Linked DNA regions of Sus scrofa: region 2 is linked to region 1. Evidence: chromatin contacts called from public HiChIP or PLAC-seq data. All regions are on one chromosome and are shown on one strand. Each heading gives the region's core, a stretch centred on a gene start, on an enhancer-like site or on the middle of the called end of the contact. The rest is flanking DNA. Distances are from core to core; before and after follow the strand shown. Region 1 has its middle 84 kb from the start of LPP. Region 2 overlaps TPRG1 (tumor protein p63-regulated gene 1 protein).

Region 1 (6,606 bases), core at 2,940-5,439:
TTCAATTCCCCACCAGGCACAATGGGTTGAGGATCCAGGTGTGGGTCATAACTGCAGCTCAGACCTGATACCTGGCCAGGGAACACCACATGCCACAGGGTGGCCAAAAAAGAAAAAGCAATAAAATAAAATAGAAGTCTTCACATACTGAAATGAAAGACAATACAATACACCACTTTATGGAAAGAGGTAAATGTTATTTTAACTATCAGTAAAGAACTATGTCATTGTAAAAACGACAAAAAGAGCCAATTCTTTTCATTTTAATCTTTGTAGTTAAGATATAGAGATCATCTCTTGCTGCTTTTGGCAATTTAAGTTTGTTTGAGATGTGAATGCCGTACAAGGATACATGCCAATTTGTTAAACGGTTACACATGCAGAATTGGAAACTAAAGAGGGGCTATTAACTTAAAAAGAGACAGAGAGAGAGGAGTTTTTGTGAGTTTTTTCATCTGTCAAATGATCAATTGAAGTTTAGGGAGAACAGTGTTTCAAGACACCCATTTAAACACCATGGTGCCTGAGAGGCGAACGAGGATCATTTGGTTATTCTCTTTACCTGACACAGGTAAAGAACACACCGATTTGTCTAGAAGCCCTTAGATTTGACCCCTTTGCCTGGCTTGATGTCTGAAGGAAGGGTCTGTTCTACACCCCAGAGAGGGCAGCCCCAAAAGGGCAGCCAGACCTTCTCAAAGTGCAGGAAGAATTAGAAACAAAGTCTCACTCTCGGTAGCTCCCCATTTCACTCTGCTGGCTTGGTCTTTCTCTGCTGTCACCAGCTCTGGTTGGCTCCTGCTGTCAGAGCAGCCATGAGCCCTGACTCAGGAGTCCTTCTGCAGAGTCCATACTGAACCAGCTTTGGAACTCTAGACCAGTACCTCTCCAACTTGGGGTGTCTAGGAAGCACGTGCGGTACTGGCTAAAATGCAGATTCCTGGGCCTGCTTTCAGAGCACCAAATTTCACGTCTGCTGTGGCTCCCAAGCATGAGCATTTTAACTGGCACTCCTAGTTGATCTTGATACAACTAGATGGTAGAACAAACATACCCCAAATCCTACCGGCTGTAGGCAGATCTTCCCCTCTTCTCAAGCCTCAGTTTCCCCTTATGAGGAGTGTGGACAAGGGTCACCTCTAAGACCACTTCCTGACTCAGGCAGTGGAGATCTTCTGACTTGAGAAGACGGGTCAGGGTCCCTGCTTCACTCTAGGTTACCTCAGCAACCCAGGCAAGCCATGTGCCACAGGAGCATTTAACGCAAATACAGAGATTCACTCACACAGAGCTCAGTGGGAACCAAGGAAGGGTTCAGGGGTTCCCTGCCAGATCCTCCTCACGGCATGCCATCCTAGCATGCTCTCTGTCGCTTGTGCTCCTTTTCTCGACTGCAGGTCCTCAGACGTTGTCTCTGCAGCTCACCGTCTGTCCTCAGGCAGGAAGATCCAGGAAGTGCCTGGTTCTCTAGACCCTATTCCTGCCTTGGATCTAAAGAACACTATGCAGGATGATGCTCCAGATTAAGCAACTTGAACCACAGAGGGGAAAAAAAACAAAACAAAACAAAACTGAGCAGAGAGTGAGTTCCTTGAAGATAAGGAATACTAGGCAGAGATGTTCTTTTTTCCTTCCTTAAGATATCCTAATGATTACATAAAGCAGTTAAAAAATTTTTTCTTTAGGATTTGTGAACCCTTAAAACGAGAGAGCCAGCTATTGTAACTTGACCAGAAAAAGAGCTTGTTCCCAGCCTCAGGCTCTCCTAGGCAATGGATCTTCTGGTTCCTTCTGATGCCCTAAAGATATGACTTGCCCTTGCCCTGTCTTCTCCTACCTATAATTACAGGATTTCCCCCCCTGGGCTCAGATGTGCTCACCAGGCCCTCCCTGATGTCTAAAGATTTCCACAATTGCCTAATTACTTCTACATCTTGACTCTGGACACTTTCTTTGAAGGCCTCCTGAGTTTTGCATTTTAAGCCCCAGTAAGTTACTCAACTTTGTTTCTTCATCTTCCTCCAATGCTTAGACTCCCACAGCAAAGCAAGAACTAGAGCACAACATATATGGCGGAAAGAGAGGGTCCCAGAGGGGAAAAACACAAGTTGCCATGACTCAATTTTCAAACTGCTGTTGGAGCGCCCATTGGCTGAGAACCACTTGTAGGGTGAAGCAGTAATGATTATTGGCTGAAAGAGCACCTTCAATTTTATTTGGCTTGTAATGGCTAAGAGCATACACTAACCTTGGACGCCAGATAGAAATATTTATGATATGATATGTATGATACAAATACAAGTTTCAAGGGGAAAAGTCACAGTAATTACAGTTAAAACAAATCTGTGTTATTAAATGGGATGTGCCAGAAATTAATTTTCCTTTCCATTCCTTATGAGGCAAAGTGCTTCTGATAGGGGGAAAAAAAAAAGTGCTTCTGATCAATAAGACATTTTCAGGAGTTCCCTGGTGGCTCAGTTGAGTAAGGATCTGGCATTATTACTGCCATGGCACAAGTGTGATCCCTAGCCCAGGAATTTCTGCATGCTGCAGGTGCAGCCAAAAAAGAGAGAGAAAGAAAGATCTAATCTTTTTAAACTGAGTTGATATAATTTCAGTCAAAGGCAAAAAAAAAATTGATGTGTTAATTAGCATCTATGACTTCAACATTAGTAAAACAAGGGTTTCTATTAGGCTTTTTGAAACACTGAAAATATTTTGAAGACACCAATTTATGGATTTTACCATAGTATTAATCTCCTTTCTTCTGGTTACAGCACCACCCCCTTTTCCTTCCTTTCCCTTTCTTTTTTCTTTAGAAACACCTTCCCCCACGTCAGTCCCCAGAACTTCCCCAGCTCCAGGAAAGGACTTGAACCAAAATCAACCCAACTCCACTTCCTCTTTGGCTACAAGGGTTGTTAACTCACAATAAACTTTGAGAGATAAGCCCAGCACACTTTTGAAAAAGTTAGGGAAGAAATGGGTTTCCATTTTCCCTGGGGTTGCTATCTGCTGTTTTGCCACCACGAGGGTGTGCCCAAGCATTGAACCAGAACAGAAGGGGGTAAAGATTAGAGCCAGAGAATAGAAGCTGACAACAGCTCAAGGCCTTGGTTGTCAAACCAGAAGCCAGCTCTGCCCCCAAGAAGCGCCCCATTTCTGCTTTAGCCAACATGAGTTGGGCTTTGTCATTACAATCCAGTAATTCTCTCTACTCCCTCCTTACTCCCATTACTACCCAAATAGACCTCTGGGCTCCAGGGATTCCAGGTTGAGAGTCATTAACCCAGCACCAAGGAGATTATAGAAATTTGTTTGTCTACCTGTCAATCTAAATCCCTACCTAATTCAAATCTTGATCGCAAATTCCTCAGGTTGCTGATTCATGTTTATTGAGCTCCTACCATGCACAAAATTCTCCTGGGATCTGTGGGAAGCTATGTGACTCTGCCTGCTAGCCCCTACCCCTCACAAACTGATAAGCAAACTAAGAGGAGAACAGGGAAGGAACAGAATCTTCTAGATGGAATCTGGGAAAGCTTCATAAAAGAGGGTTCATCAGAGATGAGCCTTAAGGGATTAAGTGAGTCATAGTTGATGTAGACACTAACCCATGTTCGACTTCTTGGTCCAGTATTCAGCTTAAACTCCACAGAGGTCATTGCTAACACAGTGTCAGGCCCTGGAGGAGAAGGGTTTCTTCTGCTGGTCTCCCAGATCCTGCTAATGGATATATGGGGCCTCATGTAGAGACGGGGGTTCAGGCCACCCAGACGTACATTGGGGGAATCATAAGACAAGGACTTTATGCCTGGAAATTCACCTCAGGATATCCAGGAATCATAAAACAGTTGGATAGCATAGAATTCACTGTCAGAGCTTACAAACACCTTGGGAATTAATCAGCCTGTTCATTTGACAGATAAGAGCCTGGAAAACTGAACAGGTCAAGGACTTGTCCAAGATCACTCCTGCCAAGACACTCCCAGGACCTCAGGGCTCCGTGACTTTGACCAGCTCAAAGGAGAGACCATGATTATTTCAATTCCTTCCCGCCAGGAGTTAGAAGAGGAGTCTGGAATTGCATTTTGATAGATGATGTCTTTTATCTCAGATAGCTTCCTGTGCCTTGCCTTGCTTCAGCACATCCCTTGATTTTAACATGCAGTGAGCCACTCCTGGGGCTGAGTCATGCAAGCCTGGAGGACTTTCTTTGGCTCTTTAGCCCGTGACCGTTGCCTCGTTGGCTTTCTAGCCAATAACCATAAAATCCCCGTAAGAAAGCCCCTGCTGAGGATGCAGTCTTCTTGGGCTCCACATGGGCTTCTAGGGAAATGTAGATGCCATCAGAGGATGACAATTTGGGGATTGGTTCCATGGCTTGCCAAGCCATTCCTCCAGTGTCTCAGGAACATAATAAAGGGAGGAAATCATTGTTCTAAATAGAAGAAGGAAGACAGGGTATATGGGAAGACTTTTTTCCAGAACTCATTTTTCAGTATCTGAGGGGTCTTTTCCACAGCCAGCTCTGAATTACCACTGGGGCTGACAAAGGATGAGAAGCCAGGGGTCTCTGTGGGTGTGACGAGGGGGCTGGGACAGGACTTTCTTTTCCTCCTGCATGAGCCACCGCTGAGACTCAGAGTAAAGCTATTGATTCTTTTTGTTTGTTTGTTTGTTTGTTTGTTTGTTTGTCTCTTTTCCTTTTCTAGGGCCGCACCTGTGGCATATGGAGATTCCTAGGCTAGGGGTCTAATCAGAGCTGTAGTTGCCGGCCCAAACAAGAGCCACAGAAATGCAGGATCCAAGCCGCATCTACAACCTATACCACAGCTCACGGCAACACCAGATCCTTAACCCACTGAACAAGGCCAGGGATCGAACCCGCAACCTCATGGTTCCTAGTCGGATTTGTTAACCACTGAGCCATGACGGGAACTCCAAAGCCACTGCTTTTTTAAACCTCTGGTATTAGAGGGAGTTGTAACATAATGGAGATCAGCAAATGGACATTGGATGATGAGTGAATGAATGAACAGATGAATAAATGAATTTGCCCACATATCAATTCAGTACACAAACATTGACTATATTTCAACGTGCGCTGAAGCCAGACTGGAGACCAGTCTAAGATCTGGTCTCTGCTCCAGAGGAACACACGTTCTAAAAGGAGAAGCAGACACGCAGACAAATAAATGACCACACACCATGACAGAAGCTGAAGCGCAGCTTGGTAGATGGGCTCTGGAACCCAGGGCAGGAGGATGTGACTAAGCCTCCTTCCCGTGTAACTAAACTTGCAACCCTTGGTCGCCAGGAGCGTCCCTAGTGTTGCAGGAACTGGCATGACTCACCTTTCCCTATCAGACACTATGCTGGGAACATCTGAGAATACCAGTTAGTGTTTGATGAATAAACTCTCCTGGAGGAGGTGTGAAAGCTTCTGCTGTGTAGGTGACTTGGGCCATGTGACAGAGTCTGCAGAGCTCTCAAGCTACCTGTCCCAGCCTCCTATGCCAAGGACTCCAGCCATCACAGCCTTTCCTGGGATCTGTGTTCAGAATCCACCGGCCCCAGTCCCATCTCACCTGCCACAGTTATCTTCAAAGGTAAAGTGAGATCAAGGCACAGGAAACATCAGAGTCACGGTCGCCCTGCTCATCCATCAGGGCTAGAACACCTCACCTTGAACAAGGGAGATAAGAGAATAAAATAACGCCTGACACAGCCTTATCACCGATAATACAAACTCAGTTTTTCCATTAAAAGGACTGAGAGCCACGGTCCTGTACTTTGGCTGATAAAGAGATCACAGGAAACAAAGCTATTAATTTTTATCTCTGCTGTGCAATAGCACATTTGAGTGAAGACAATATAACCAAAGGGGAAAAAAATACTTTTTCTGACAGTGGAAGTTGGATGTGATTTTTTTTTTTTTCCTCTCGCCTTTCATTTCTCACACCTTGTTCTTCCACAAGCCTCTAAGAATTTTTTTTTTTTTTTTTTTTTTTTTTTGTCTTTTGTTGTTGTTGTTATTGTTGTTGCTATTTCTTGTGCCGCTCCCTCGGCATATGGAGGTTCCCAGGCTAGGGGTTGAATCGGAGTTGTAGCCACCGGCCTACGCCAGAGCCACAGCAACGCGGGATCCGAGCCGCGTCTGCAACCTACACCACAGCTCACGGCAACGCCAGATCGTTAACCCACTGAGCAAGGGCAGGGACCGAACCTGCAACCTTATGGTTCCTAGTCGGATTCGTTAACCACTGCGCCACGACGGGAACTCCCCTCTAAGAATTTTTAATCGCAGATATATTTGACACAGGTCTGGCTATGCACTCACCAATATATAATATCAGAAATATCCTTCTCTCTCTCTTTACCCCCATCCTTGGATGACTTGGTACAGTATTTAGAATGCACTTTAAAGGACTCGAGCCAGTTCATTGCCTCTCAGGCTCTCAATATTCTTTTCTTTAAAATAGGGAGCTAGGAGTTCCCAATGTGGCTCAGTGGTTTAAGAACTCAACATAAGGTCTGTGAGGATGTGGGTTCAATCCCTAGCCTGGCTCAGTGGGTTAAGGATCCAGTGCTGCTGCAAAGCTG
Region 2 (6,606 bases), core at 1,565-4,064, 1.0 Mb after region 1:
GGGCTGCCGTGTGGAGGAGAATACGAACATGTTTATTTTGCACTGTTCTAAAGGGAAAAACCAGGCTCAAACTGGTGGGAAATTTTGGATGACATTAGAAAACTTTCTCTCCTCCTGCAGTGGATTTGGGTGACTTGATGGACAGTGGACCTTCCATAGATGAGCTGTTTTCCCTGGACTGACTGAATGAGGGCTGTGCCAGGTAGCACGGTACAGGGCAGGCATGGTGGTGCCATGAGGGAGGCTCCATTGTGCATCACTATTGCTGAAGGCTAGTTTTGTGCTGGACACAGAGTCAAGTGCTGGGGCCAAAGTAGAAGTGTGTGCCCCTCACGTTCAGTGAGATCATAGTTGCTGGGGAGAAGACGCTCCCAAGTCTCCTTGGGGGGACGGAGGAAGACCTATCACAGTGTTATTCAAAGTGGGGTCTGACTGCTCACTGCCCAAAAGCTAATGCAAGGTTTGTGAAAAGGAAAGTTTGCTTTATTCTGGAGTCTGGCCATGGGGGGAGAAGTAAAACTCAAATCCAAAGGCCATCTCCCTCCATTTACAGTAGGCAAGAGCTTTTATGTACAGAGAGAGAGGCCTACCCACAAAAATAGCAGAGTCAACTGTGACAGTCATCTTAAAATGGTCATGCAGTGGTCTGATCAGCATCATCTTCCTGGTTTCAAGTACAGTTAATCTTCAGTTCCAGAGTCAGTTTATTCTCATTTCATTGAGACCAGTTCTTGGAATCATGACAGCTTATGTTATGGCTACAGTTTGGTCATCATGGAGTTAACTTCTTCCACCTGGTGGGGGTTTCAGTCTCTAAAAACAGCTTAAGGGATATGGCTCAGAATATAATCTATAGCCCTTGAGGAGGCACTAAATGTCCTTGACTTTGCTTAGTGACTAAACTATTATTATTTGGTCTTGTTTGATTTCTTTCATTTGCTTCTGCATTTTCTCACCTCTCTTATTAAACATATTCTTTGGCTAAAGTTTTTCTACAGACAAAAGGCAGGCAGAGGACATGGGGGTGGGGTGGGGAAGGACCATATTGTCCTGCTCTGGTACAAGTGGCACCACTTTTAGTTAGAGATTTGGAGAATTGGTAGGAGTTTTCTAGGCAGGAAGGTATTCCATTAAGAGAGACTAGTCCGTGCCAAGTTTAGAGATATAAGTTATCATAATATATTGTCAGGGAGACAGTTATTTTGGGAAGCAGACACATCCAGGAAGTCAAGGCTTAGAGCATAAAGGACTAGCAGTGTCTTGCAAGGTGGGTCAGTTCTCTGGGTCCTTCCCTCTGTGTCTGCTGTATTTTGCGTACACCCAGATAACAGCACGGATCCCACTATATTATAATTGCTTAGGGGTGGGCTTCTCAGTGCACTGTGAGCTCCTTGAGGACAGAAACCATGTCTCATATATCCTGGTGTCTTCATGGCCTTGCCTGAGCTTGCCACAGCTTATATACTCAGCTAAGTCCTACTGAAAGAAAGAATAAGTATGTGAGAGCAATATGGATCTCACTTAAGGGATGGGTCCCGACATGATTTGTGAAGAGCTTTTGGATTCTTTAAATGTTTCTGAAGCTGTGCTGAGTGTAACACTAAGAATTACTTCTAGGGAGCCGTGTCTTCTGCAGAGTATTTCTGCTGATGCTAGCAGTGATTCTTAGCATTTATTTAGTACCCTTTGAACTGGCACCATGCTAAACTCTTTACCTGCCTTATTTAATTGGCACAACCTCCCTCTGTGACGTGTAGATATTTTCCCCATTCTATTGCTGAGGAAGCTGAGATTTGGAGAGGCTAAGAAATTCCCACAAGATCACACAATTAGAGTCAGAATTTGACCCAGAGTTAGAATCTGACCCAGGTCTGCTGACACTAGAACTTGGGTGCTAACCATCCTGGTATCATTAAATGAAGCCTGTTGCCCAGGGTGGGGCAGAGTCAGCCCAGTGAGGCCCATCTACAGGGACTTGGAAGATGGTTTTGTTAAAATAGGTTGAACTCTCCAGAATGTTATTGACTCATATCCCCTTATAACCTCTGCTCTAGCAGTGGAGGATGGAGAAATCCCTAGGAATAAGTAACGTTTAGAGAAACTAGAGCATCTAGTTTGTCAAGGCAACACAGCAGATTTCAAAGGAGCAAGAAGGGAAGTTTGTGGCTTCTTAGACTGTGGTGAGGGTAGAGATACACAGAAACAGATGGAAGTGAGAAAGTGAGGTCCTTTTTTCCCCTGAGCATTTTTAGTTGGGAGCTCCTTTGGGTATGTTTCTCCTTGTTTTTCATTTGGACTGGGAATGTCTTCCATTTGGGAACCCTTTGCTTCTGAGAAGCTCAGAGCAGAGCACAGGGTCCCCATGTAAAGAGGCGAGGGGCTCTGTGATTAGAGCACCTGCAGCTCTCCTGAGCCAACCAGCTCCGTGGTCTCAAATGGGAAAAGAAACAAGAATGCAGAGAAGATGCCATTTTCACAAGTTAGCTGGCATGTTTGGCTGACTTTTGCTTGCAGCCTGGGTCTTGCAGATGGGGGTGGGCAGGAGGTGAAGGAACCTCAACAGATGGCAGCAATCAGTGGGTGTTGGTGACCATTTTTCCTCACTGCTGAAAACATGGTCACCTTGTGCCTGTGACAATCAGACTCAACTCCAAGTTCCTCCGTCCTAGAACACAGAACAGTATAATCCTTTTTCAGCTTGCAGAAGGAATATTTTTAGAGAGAAGAGGTATCTAGGGAATACAAGGGCCACCTGAGATTCTGATTCAGCGATGTGAATTCACCTGCCCAGTTACAAGTCCTGATGTCTGAGGAGATTTGTTTGTCAGTCTCACAAGGACGGAAATGAAAAGCAATTTGCTGTAAACCCTTCCTCTCCCTTCTGATTGGTAAGGGGAAAAATGTCCACACACTGCCATCTGGTGGGAACTTCTGGTCACTGCATTTTTGAGAGTTCTTGCAAGAAACAACTGAGAAGGGGCCAGGCTTTTTCCTCCTGTTCGTTAACAAAGAGGCAATGAACAAAACATGGTCCTTGCCCTTGAAGAGCTCCCAGTCTAATGGAAGAACTTGACATGTTAGCAAGTAATTATAACTTGAAAAGTACCGTTTTAGGAATGTAAAGAGTAAGTTGTGAGGTAGTCTGGTTGGTAAGAAAGGAACATGGGAAAGCAGCTATAGGTAAAAGCTGGAAGAAGGTTGAGGCCAGACCGTGAAGGACCTTGAATGTCTGAGCAAGGCAGTGAGTCCGCTCAAGTTTAGTTAGAAGGAAAAAGATGGAGTCAGATTTTGGTGGTAAAGCAATACAGACAACAAGCGTCTGTATATATGCTTTCAAAGCATCCAGATCCTCTTGTTAGCAGAAGTCTCCTATGGAAATCCATTATGTGAACTAAGTGAAACCATGGATATTCAGACGGAAGTGGAAGAATTGTCTCCCACTCCACCTCTCCCATCCTTGGTACATATAGCTGCTTTGGGGGCAATATCTAAGGCCCAGCAGAACCTGGTTTGATACCTACTCCTGTGGAGTGTCCCTTAGCTAACATGACACACATGCTCTGGTTTTAGAGGTAACTCTATCCTGTCTCTCCTGACATAGGTCTTTATATATTAGGCTCCAGATCTTTTCCTATCTTTTAATCAAAAATTGCTATTTTTCATTTTAAAAAAATTTCTATTTTTCTTTTTTTTTTAGGGCCACACCCATGGTATATGGAGGTTCCCAGGCTAGGGGGTCTAATCAGAGCTATAGCTGACGACCTACACCACAGTCACAGCAACGCCAGATCTGAGCCATGTCTGTGACCTACACCACAGCTCACAGCAACTCTGGATCCTTAACCCACTGAGTGAGGCCAGGGGAACCTCATGGTTCCTAGTTGGATTTGTTTCTGCTGTGCCACCACGAGACCTCCAAAAAATATTCTATTTTTTTTGGAGCAGTTTCAGGTTCACAGCAAAATTAAGAGGAAGATTAGGAGAGATTTTCCATATCCTCCCTACAGCTATACATGCACACCCTCCCCCATGATCAGTGCTTCCTCACCAGAGTGGCCCTTTGTTACAACTGATGAACCTCCATTGACACATCATAATCAACCAAAGTCCATAGCTTGCATTAGAGTTGCACTGCCCTAAAAATACTCTGTGCTCTGCCTATGTATCCCTTCCCCACTCCTTGGTAACCACTGACTTTTCTACTCTCTCTAAAGTTTTGCCTTTTCCAAAATGTCATATAGTTGAAATCATATAGGATATAGCCTTTTCCAATTGACTTCTTTCCCATGCTTTTTACTAGAGCTGCTGATAGTTCTGAAGATCCCATTTATGGTAACTCCCATTTTATGAATAAATTAACTTTCTTATGCACAAAACCTATATCACCCGTTCCCTGTCCCTACTGCTTGAGGACAATATGTAGGAAGGTGGCTAGAGACCAGCTATCTCTGAGTGTCTATGAAGCATCATTTGTCTGCTGGCCAATATATTAACTCACATTCAGTATCTACACTTACGTGCCATCCTCAACCCACAGACCATCTATGATGGAGTTTTGAGAAGGAATCTTTTGGCTCTTACTAATGACATGCAAATCATTGCTTTCATTCTAAGAATTGAATTCTGGGAAAGCATTCAAGAGCCATCTGAGTAGTGACTGAATTATGGAGATCTACAGGAGCAGGTCTTTCTGTTCTGTTAAGACATGTAGCCTCTGGATGGCATTTGCCACAAGGAGAGAGATTTCAATCCAAGAGCTGATCAAGTGTGACTGGTCCTCCCCTCCCCGCCATGGCCAAAGGCTGCTTTGTTCCACCAATGTGGTTATCTTCCTGCCCTTTCAGATCTACACTTTCAAATGCAAAACACAAATGCCACCCACCCAACAGCATTTCCTCTAATTCTTTCTCCTGCTCCTTGTCTTTCCTCACGCCTTGCCCACTCTTGCTGCATGATGGGGTCAGTTTGCTCTCACCTTCCCACACTAGCTTCTCTGTTTCAAGCTTGTGTCCGGAACTGCCTCCTTCTCGCCATCTGGCAGCTGACATCTGCCACATCTTTCCAACTCAGGCCCCCACCTTTTCTTGGAGTCTTTCAGAAAAAAGATGTTAACTTTCACTGAGACTTTTCCCAGGACTTGATTATGTACACAGAATTTTCCACACGGTTGAACAATTACTTTTGCATCAACTCTGGCCCGCATTACTTAAGTTAATTGTTATTTTCCTGAGGACACACTGGCCAGTGTCCTTTTAGGTACCCAGAGCCAAGTTCAATAAACATTAAGAGAGTGAATATCACACTTTAGAATGAATGGGTTGGGGTTCTTCTCTGTTTTATTAGAGAAAATGGAAATGTCCCTCAACCTAAAGCCCTTAATAAAGACAGCAAGGTGGAGGAGGGGGTTTTTGCACACTGTGCAGTGTGTATGAATATCCACTGCTCACATATGTCACTCAGTTGATCACATATGTTACTCACTCATGCTTGTCTCCCTTTGTTAAACAATGGGCACATTGGGTTAAGGATCTGGTGTTGCTGCAGGTGGGTTGTAGGTCGCAACTGCAGCTTGGTTCCTGGACCAGGTGGCCAAACAAACAAAACAAAACAAAAAAAACCCAAAAAACAAAAAACTCTGACCTCCTTGAAGGATGGAGGTTTCAGTGCTTGGCTTGGGACCTGGATCAAAAGGCATGATCAATAACTACTTTTTCAGTGGATTTTTCAATGTATGTATTCAGATAAAGAAGACACATGGGCCCTCAGTAAAGTTTCCTTAAGACCAGATGGTCCTTTTTTTCATCCTGGAATAATTTCTAATTAAAATCAATAAAACAGTGCAGTGTGACTCATGTACTGTCTGGTTTATTTGGCTTTCTCTGGAGCTTCCTGAGGGCAGGGTTTTGAGTGGATGTTGATGGAGAAAGAGCCAGGCTGGAGGTAACGACACCTGTGCTAGAGCCCCACCTCTCCCAGCTTCTGTGCATGTGGTCCAGGGTAAGTCGCTTTTCATGGAACCTCAGTTTTCCCATCTGTGAAGTGAAGACATTGTCTCTCCAGGATCTTCCATCTCTGACAGTGCCTTCGATTTCCTTGGTTTTGCCTCAGGTACCAAAAAAGCCCCGATCTTTCGATTGAACTTGCTGAGTCATTTTGAATTAGTAAAAGCCCAGTGTTGGCTCCCTTTCTCTTCTGAAGTTATCCAAACAAAGATCAGCACAAATGATTCCAAGGGAAAGCATACCTCCAAAATGAGTCCTTTAGAGCTGATTGTCTTGGTGTTCAATAGTTCAAGCTTTCACAAAGCAGGTTCCTGGACATTGACTTATGAGACACTCACCAATGTAGTAGAAGCCAAGTTGAGTTGAGAGGTAGAGCTGATACCCCAGCAACAGTCTTCTCACTTCATAATGTAAGTACATTGTAGATGTATGTATTACAGAGAATCAAATTTGTCCCTAAATTTATCTAAAACCACACATAACAAAGGGCTTTAGAATAGAGCCCTTTGTACTTAGTTATTGAAGGTGTTAAGCTCCCTTGGTTGTGAGAAAGGGAAACACCCTTCAGTAAGATCAGGTCATGGAAGATTAATTTTAGGGGACA

The links. HiChIP or PLAC-seq counts read pairs in DNA pulled down with a chosen protein or histone mark.
Region 2: a contact with region 1 is called in an H3K27ac HiChIP or PLAC-seq map of alveolar macrophages. The contact joins two enhancer-like sites. A contact is called at or near these places in 1 of 47 Hi-C or Micro-C datasets (subcutaneous adipose tissue) and 1 of 2 datasets of contacts at active chromatin or transcription factors (alveolar macrophages).

Annotation. Positions count from the first base shown.
Region 1 is chr13:125,694,577-125,701,182 of Sscrofa11.1, forward strand. No RefSeq gene overlaps it. Among named protein-coding and RNA genes, the nearest start is that of LPP, 84 kb to the right of the region's middle. Within about 2 kb of position 4,190, at least 10 of the 83 cell types and tissues checked have an H3K27ac peak or open chromatin away from gene starts, as enhancers often do. A contact at or near this core is called in alveolar macrophages, where this site is marked.
Region 2 is chr13:126,697,662-126,704,267 of Sscrofa11.1, forward strand. The region is part of intron 2 of TPRG1 (tumor protein p63-regulated gene 1 protein); the gene reads left to right. Among named protein-coding and RNA genes, the nearest start is that of TPRG1, 170 kb to the left of the region's middle. Within about 2 kb of position 2,815, at least 16 of the 83 cell types and tissues checked have an H3K27ac peak or open chromatin away from gene starts, as enhancers often do. A contact at or near this core is called in alveolar macrophages, where this site is marked.